2 separate regions of the Canis lupus genome follow, and region 2 is linked to region 1. Evidence: chromatin contacts called from public Hi-C data. All regions are on one chromosome and are shown on one strand. The core of a region is the stretch at or near the end of the contact, and the rest is flanking DNA. Distances in the headings are between cores, read along the strand shown. Region 1 has its middle 140 kb from the start of UST. Region 2 holds the start of UST (uronyl 2-sulfotransferase).

The links. Hi-C and Micro-C count contacts between places; a contact is called where the count stands out from the background.
Region 2: a Hi-C map of amygdala shows a contact between it and region 1, with 2.9 times the contacts expected there. The contact joins the promoter of UST here to the enhancer-like site in region 1. A contact is called at or near these places in 2 of 9 Hi-C or Micro-C datasets (amygdala and blood).

The regions. Positions count from the first base shown.
Region 1 is chr1:39,747,939-39,751,993 of UU_Cfam_GSD_1.0, forward strand. No RefSeq gene overlaps it. Among named protein-coding and RNA genes, the nearest start is that of UST, 140 kb to the right of the region's middle. Within about 2 kb of position 1,488, at least 5 of the 20 cell types and tissues checked have an H3K27ac peak or open chromatin away from gene starts, as enhancers often do.
Region 2 is chr1:39,891,350-39,895,170 of UU_Cfam_GSD_1.0, forward strand. UST (uronyl 2-sulfotransferase) reads left to right here and starts at 2,123. Exons shown (of 9, transcript XM_038526303.1): 1 at 2,123-2,676. The coding sequence starts at 2,427.

The DNA of each region.
Region 1 (4,055 bases), core at 238-2,737:
TGTTAGAACATAAGGCAGATCATGTCATTCCTCTGCTCAAAACCCTCTAGTGGCTTCTTTCTTTAAGAGTCAAGGATAGACTCCTCACAGTGGCCTGCAGGGTTCTATGGAATCAACCCTTCTTTCCTATCTGGTCTCCCCAACCCCACCATCATACCCTCCCAGCTGGCTAAGTCACCAACACAAGCCTTCTTATTTGTCCTCAAATCCATCAGTCAGGCTTGTGCTTTGGGTCTTCGTAGGGTGCTTTCCTCCATCTGGAGTGACGGTAGAGCCAGCCCCCCGCTCCCCCCCCCCAGCCAAATCTGAATGACTGCCTCCCCCCACCTTTGTCCTCCAGGTCTCTGCTCCAGCTGACTGGCCAGAGCCCCGTCCTGACTTCACCATTGCTGTCACTCCTGATTGCCTCTCTGCTCTGTCTTCAGCGGTAGCATGGATCATTTTCTGACATATTACTTACTTTCTTCTCTATGTTGCTTATCACCTGTCCCCTCCTGCTACAGTGTAAGGCCCAGGAATGCACAGGTTTGCTCTCTAACCAGTCTGAACCTCTGCACTCGACACATTTGTATTTGTTGAATGAGTGACTGTCTGTGAATCACAAGTTCTTGAATCCTCAATGTCAAAACCCAGAGGATCTATTTCAACCCTCCCAGTTTATAGGTGAGGAGACAGGACCCCGAGAGGTGACAGGAGCGGCTGAGGTCACACAGAGATGGCTGGTGACAGTAAGTCGGTAAAGCGGCCGATCTTCTCCACCTGTCAAAGGCTTAGCCAAACTGTGGAAGGAGCCTCGGTGTCCATCGAAAGATGAATGGATAAAGAAGATGTGGTCTATGTATACAATGGAATATTCCTCAGCTGTTAGAAACGACAAATACCCACTATTTGCTCCAACGTGGATGGAACTGGAGGGTATTATGCTGAGTGAAATAAGGCAATCGGAGAAGGACAAACATTATATGGTCTCATTCATTTGGGGAATATAAAAAATAATGAAAGGGAATAAAGGGAAAGGAGAGAAAATGAGTGAAAATATCAGTGAGGGGGACAGAACATGAGAGACTCCTAACTCTGGGAAACGAACAAGGGGTAGTGGAAGGGGAGGTGGGCAGGTTAGGGGTGACCAGGTGACGGGCACTGAGGGGGGCACTTGGCGGGATGAGCACTGGGTGTTATGCTATATGTTGGCAAACTGAACTCCAATTAAAAAAAAAAAAAAAAAAAGCTTCACCGGGGCCTGTGAGCAGCAGCAAAGGCAAGGACCCCGGACCACAGCAGAAGCAGGAGCAGTCGCCGCGGCGTGCGGCCACCAGGGGGCTCTCGTGCGCCAGGCTGAGCCGCACCGGACCCCGGGGAGCGAGCGCCCGCGCAGCGCCGCTGGAGGGAGCAGCGGGGCTCGGCGCCCGGAGGAAAAGCGGCGGCGGGAGGCGCAGCAGCGTTTTCACCGCTGTCCTGCTCGCCAGACGCCCGGCGCCTTCCAGCCGAGGGCGCATCGGAGAATGTTGGTCCCGGGCCGCTGTGAGACACCCCGTGGCGCTCCTGGCTCCAGCCTTTCACTCCTTGACTCCCGGGGCGGGGCGCCTGCCCCCCGGGCTGCACCTGCGCCCCCCCACCCCCCGGGCTGCACCTGCCCTCCGGGCTGCACCTGCCCCCCCCGGGCTGCACCTGCCCCCCCGGGTGCACCTGCCCCCCGGGTGCACCTGCCCCCCCCCGGGCTGCACCTGCCCCCCCGGGTGCACCTGCCCCCCCCCCCCGCTGCACCTGCCCCCCCCCCGGGCTGCACCTGCCCCCCCCCCGGGCTGCACCTGCCCCCCCACCCCCCCGGGCTGCACCTGAGGGGCCGCGCGCCAAGTGCCTTCCCGCCGCCCGGAACAGGCTCGGGAAGGACGCGTCAGGTGACCCGAAAACGAAGCCCCAAACCTCAGGTGTCGATGAGGTGGGAAACCAGACTCGTCGCTGTTTGAATGGCATTTCATCCCCGCGAATGAAGAGCCGCCGCCGCCTCCCCTGCGGACGCGCGCTGAGCTTCCAGGCGCCGAAGCATCCGGCCTGCACCTCTGTGGCTGCCTAGACGCGACCCCATCCCCGTTCACAGCCCCAGGGCCTCACACAGGGGTAGGCAGAGAGATGAGCGCTGGCCTGGAGCAGTTTGGTCCCCACGCCCTTTGGCTTTAACCACTGCCGAATATTCCCTGGTCTCAGCCTGAGCAGCATATTGAAATCACCTGGCCTATCAGTCTGGGTTCAACCAGAGGAGCAGAACCCGCGGGAGATGCATCTTCAGGGCACAGATGAGCTTTTGTGACTGTGGAGCCTGGACAGGCAAGCCTGAACCCAGAGGATGTGATGTCAGGGAGGCCAGGCGGCAGCTGCTGTCTGCAGGCCGCGGTGTCCACTTCACCAGGAATCCTCCGCTCTGCTCTTGAGGCCTTTCAACACACCGGGTCAGGCCCACCCAGATCAGACTCCCTTAAAGTCAACTGATTATGGACTAGAATCACAGCCACAAATACCTTCGCAGCAACACCTGAGTTAGTGTTTAGTTGACTAACCGGGGACTGTAGCTGTCCTCATGAATTCCGGCTGTTATAACAGAATGCCACAGACTGAGTGGTTTAGCAACAACCGAAATCTTATTTCTCACAGTTCTGGAGGCTGGAAGCCTGAGATCAGAGGGCCAGCGCAGTCAGGTTCTGGTCAGAGTCCTCTTCCAGGTTGCAGACTACTGACTTCTCACTGTATTCTTGGGGAAAGAGAGAAGCAGCAAGCTGTCTCATGTCTTATAAAGACACTAATCCCATTCCTGAGGGCTCCAGTCTCAGGACTAATCTAAACCTAATTACCCCTAAAAGCCCCACCTCCTGATACCATCATACTGCGGGGGCAGGGTGGGGGGTAAGGTCCTGACATAATGAATTTTGGGGAGAACACAGTATAACAATAGCCCAGCCAAGCTAACCCGTTAAAAACACACCACTATGCCTCAAAAGCTTTTGAAAAGTAGGTCTTTGGGGCCCCACCCCAAACCAGTTGAATCTGCATCTCATGGGATAGAAGATGGACATTCATTTTCTTTCCTTGTTTTAAAGTTCTCCTCATAATACTCTGACACAGAGTGAGAGTTAAGAACTACGAGTACCATCAGTGAGATGAGGGCCTTCAGAATTTGAACAGAACCACCAGTACTTGGTTTTCTGTGTTGGGATGACCATAGAGAAGACAGTGACCAGCGTGGAGGGAGCACATGCTGGCTCTGTGTTTGCTCTGTGACCCTGGGTGGGTGCCTCCAGTACTCCGCCTTGGTGTTGTCACCTGGGAAAAGAGGAGAATGGGAGAAAAGGCTCAGATCACCCCACTAACCTTTACCCAAATGCCATTCCCCTTCTTATGCCAAAATCTCAGATTTGTTTGGCCTCCCTATTCCCAGCCCCAGGAGATGACTCCTGATTGGCTCAGAACAATTTTCTTCTTCTTTGGGTCCTCCCTTCAATAGCCTCCCTTGCAGCCACTTCTGGGCAATGATGATACAGGCGAAGTTGACCATGGTCTTTGGGGTAATATTTCCCTCACCAATGAGGGCAAGACCCTCCTTCTGCTCTTTGGTCATAAAGGGGTGAGAGCCTGACATGATGGCACCCCATGTGACACCAGTCAAGGGACAAAAGCCCACCTGCAGAGGGGGGGAATCAGAAGGGTAGATGAAAGCTTGGGTCCTTCGGTGCCCTCAAGCCAGAGCACCACTTTCTACCAGTGATTATAAAATATTTGCTGAGAACACCTTCCCTGATTAGCAGTAGTCCAAGTTTGGGGGAAAGAGAAAGCTTCTGCAGCCATCTCATTCCAGGGACTTGGTATTGGTGAAGCAGACAGTGAGATTTTGGAGACAGAAAAGCCTCAGCTCAGTAATCCTGAGTAATCCTGACTAATCCTCCACAGGTAGAATGCCTCTTATTTACAAGCTCTTTCAGGACATAGCAATCAATCCTGAAAGTAGCATTCAAGACCCTCCACAAATACACCTACTCCCTACTCGAGTCAGAGGTGCCGTGTAG
Region 2 (3,821 bases), core at 873-3,372, 140 kb after region 1:
TCAGCATTGCTTTGCTCTCCCATCCCTCAGTCCCTCTTCATTAACTCAAAAATTATTAATTGAGAGCCTATTCTGGGCTACTCAGTGTGGTGATTAAAGTAATTCGCATTAATGGGCAATGACTGATTGGCTTAATTCTCTCAGGGGCATTCACATTTCTCAGATGTGCATATTAATCCACAGAAATCTCTGATTCATGGAATAAATGTGAAACAAACCATTAACAGTCTATTTTGGATTTTTGGTGATAGAACAAAGGGGCTGCCCTTTGCTTGGGGTCCCAAAGCAGCCTCTGGTCTCTGAGAAAGTGGGCTAGGACAAAAGAACTAGAAGGTAGAGCTTATGTGTGTGTGTATGGCACTACCCACCTCATTTGTAACTCCCTCCAGTTTATGATCTGTGTGTCCTCTTCACTCATTTCAAACCAAGCACAATTTATATATGGATTATTATGGTTAAATCATATTGTTCTTAAATTAGAAGCTCTTGATCTCAGGATCCTATTCCCTAGTTTTCCACAGAAAAGTTTTCAGATATCCACCTTTAAAAAGATTTTCAGGAGGGATCCCTGGATGGCGCAGCGGTTTGGCGCCTGCCTTTGGCCCAGGGCGCGATCCTGGAGACCCGGGATCGAATCCCACGTCGGGCTCCCGGTGCATGGAGCCTGCTTCTCCCTCTGCCTGTGTCTCTGCCTCTCTCTCTCTCTCTCTCTCTCTCTCTGTGACTATCATAAGTAAATAAAAAATTAAAAAAAAAAAAAAAAAAGGAAAATCAGTCTTAGAATCATAGAGGCCCCTGGCTGCTGATTTTTCCTTGCAAAGGGGTTGTCGACTACCAGAATGTCACAGTGACAGGGGAGCCACAGATGAGAGGCACCAAAAATCCAAGGCTTCTGTTATTCAAGGTGGCCTGGGCTCAATGAGCTATATATCTCTTTCTCCAATCACTATGCAAATAATGGGGGGAACCCCAAAACCCTAGCTGGGAGATGGTGCAGTGCAGTGGTTAGCATAGTAGGCTTGAGGGTCAAACAGATATGAGTGTGGCTCTCCAACCCACTCCAGGTAGCTCTGTGTCCCTGGGCAAGTCCCCTAAGCCTCAGGTGGTGGGACTTCTATATAAGCAACAAATGATTCTTACTTAAAGTGTGGCTGATGAGACCAGCCCTTTCATGCATCTCCCACCCCCATCGCCAGATCTGTGTTCCATGCCATCTATCTACTTTGGATGGGGTGGTGGTGGTGTTTCTTTCAGGTCCAGAAGCTTCCCATGGAAGGAAATGGGTATGTAAGGCCCCTTTCCCTACAAATCTCCTAGAGGAAGGACCTCCCTGAGTTCTCTCAGTACCACCCCCGTGCCTCTCTGGCCGCTATGCGGATGAGCAGCTCTGTGGAGGAGTAGCCGAAGAGCCAGGGCGAGCAAGAAGAGAGCGTCCTCTTCCCTTTCTCTTCTAGGAGTCGGGCCGTGAGCCTGGCTCCGCGGGGGCATGTTTCACTAGAATTCACATCACTTGCTCTTTGACCAACTCAGTAAAGGCTTGAACATATACCCAAGTACCTTTTACTGGCCTTTTGTAGGCAGCTCAGGATACAGAAGGAGAATCAAGTTTCTGAAATGAAAAAAAAAAAGTACATGTATATGTATATAATATATATATAATATAGAGAGAGTAGAAGTTGTGCTTCTTCCTGCCGGGGACTGTTTACGAGAGGGAAGTCAGCGGGGCCCCCAAGAGGTCGCTGGTGGCGCAGAAACTGAGGCCAGATTGCAGAGAAAGGGGGAAGGAGAAAAACACCCAGAAACTTTCTTCCTAGTTGTGAATAATCGCCGCCCCCCCCGCCCCCCGGTCAGAGGCAGTAACGTGACACCCGGGAGAAACCCGGAGACCCGCGCGCCGAGAGGGAGGGCCGAGGGAGGAGAGAGGGCTGCGGAGAGCCGGAGAGGGGAAGGGGAGGAGAGGAGGCAAACCCCTGTCAAGGAGGTGGAGCGAGGGGGTGGTGTCCGCCTCCTGTTCCTCCCTGCCGTCTTTTAGAGGAGTCTGAATCGGGACAAAACGCGCCGAGACCGACGGACACAAAGCCGGGGGTCCGCGCTGGCGCTGGAGGCGAGCCCCGGCGGCCGCGAGCGAGCCCGGGGCGCGGCGGGGCGCGGCGGGGCGCGGGGCGCGGGGGCGCTAGCGGGCGCGGGCGCGGGCGAGGGCGCGGGCCGAGCCGGGGCCGGCACCTCGGCCGCTCGGGCCGCGGCGGCGGGGACCATGCCGAGGAAAGTCTCCTGAGCCCGGCAACTTCGGCCCCTCCCCGCCCCCACCCGCTGCCCTCCGCGCGGCCCTGCCCATGTGCAGCCGGCCGGCCGGGCTCTCCTCCTCGCAGGCGGATGGGTGACCCCTTCCCGGCTCGGGCAGGCTGTGCGAGGCGGCGGAGCAGGCGATGAAGAAGAAGCAGCAGCAGCATCCCGGGGGCGGCGCGGATCCCTGGCCCCATGGGGCCCCTCTGGGGGGCGCCCCTCCGGGCCTGGGCGGCTGGAAGCGCCGGGTCTCTCTGCTGCCTTTCCTGCGCTTCTCCCTCCGGGACTACGGCTTCTGCATGGCCGTCCTGCTGGTCTTCTGCCTGGGTTCCCTCTTCTATCAGCTCAGCGGGGGACCCCCTCGCTTCCTGCTCGACCTGCGGCAGTATCTGGGTAAGGAGGGGGGCGGGCGAGGGCGGCGCGGGCCGCGCCAGCTCGTGCGGGGCGAGAGGGGCGCGCCGGGGACTTGTGGCTCCGCGGCCGCCGCCGCGCCCCGAGGCTCCCAGGTGCGACCCGGGCGGCGGGCCGGGGGGAGGCGCTGCCGGGGCGGGTGCGGGGCAGGTACCCGGGCGCGGCGCCGCGGACCTCCCGCGCCTCCGCCGCCCGCTCGGGGCGGGGGGCGGGCGTGTGTGCTCGTGGGCGTGGGCGTGTGCAGCGCGTGCTTTCTCCCCCGCCCCCCCCCGGGGCTCTGCCGGCGGCCGCAGTCCCGTCTCGTGAGCGCCCGGGGTCGTGCGGGGCGCGGGGGGGCGGTTGGCTCGTCCGCCCCGCCGCTCGCCGCCTCGGTGGCCCAGGGGCAGCCTTGGGGCCCTTTGCTGACCTGGGCCGGCTTGGCTTCCGCGGCAGCGAGGGGGGCGCGGGGCGCGGCTGCGCCGGGGGGCCGGGGGGCCCGGGGCCGGCGGTGTCGCCTGCTTTGACCCGAAGATCCTCTGCGCTGCGTGTGTCTCAAGTCAGAACTTTTTTGGGGAGTGTGGGGGGCTTATGGTTGGTTTCTTAGACGCGAGGCCGCCTGTGTGGGGGGAAGGGGTCGCACGGGGAGGGAAGAGCGGCTGCAGAGAGGGCGCGCCCCGCAGCTGGGCGCGGGGGCCGGCGAGCGCACGCCCAGGTCCCGGGTCCGCGGCTGGCGCGCGCCGGGCCGAGCGAGGCTGCGAGTCCCCGGCGCGTCGTGGCCAGAGCAGGTCGTGCGGGCGCGGGAGGCTGCGGAGGCGCCCGCGGCTTGCGAATGAATGTCCAGGGGGTGACCCCGAGCCCCCGGGCCGACATCCGGCATCTGCCCGACGCGAGCGGGCGGCGAAGGGGAGCCTCTCAAGCGCTGGACCGTCTCGGGCCAAAAGGCTCCGGGCGGCTGGAGCTGCCACACTTAACCTCAAAAGTCCCCTAGTCGCAGAAGCCACAGGTCTAGATCGCAGGCCGTTTTCGAAGGAAAAAAAAAAAAAAAACCAACATAACAACAACAAACCAACCACCTCAGCAAAGTGACAAAAGTCCTGGAGCGTTTTGAAATATAAACGCAGATAAAATGATGTCCTTTCCCTGTAGAG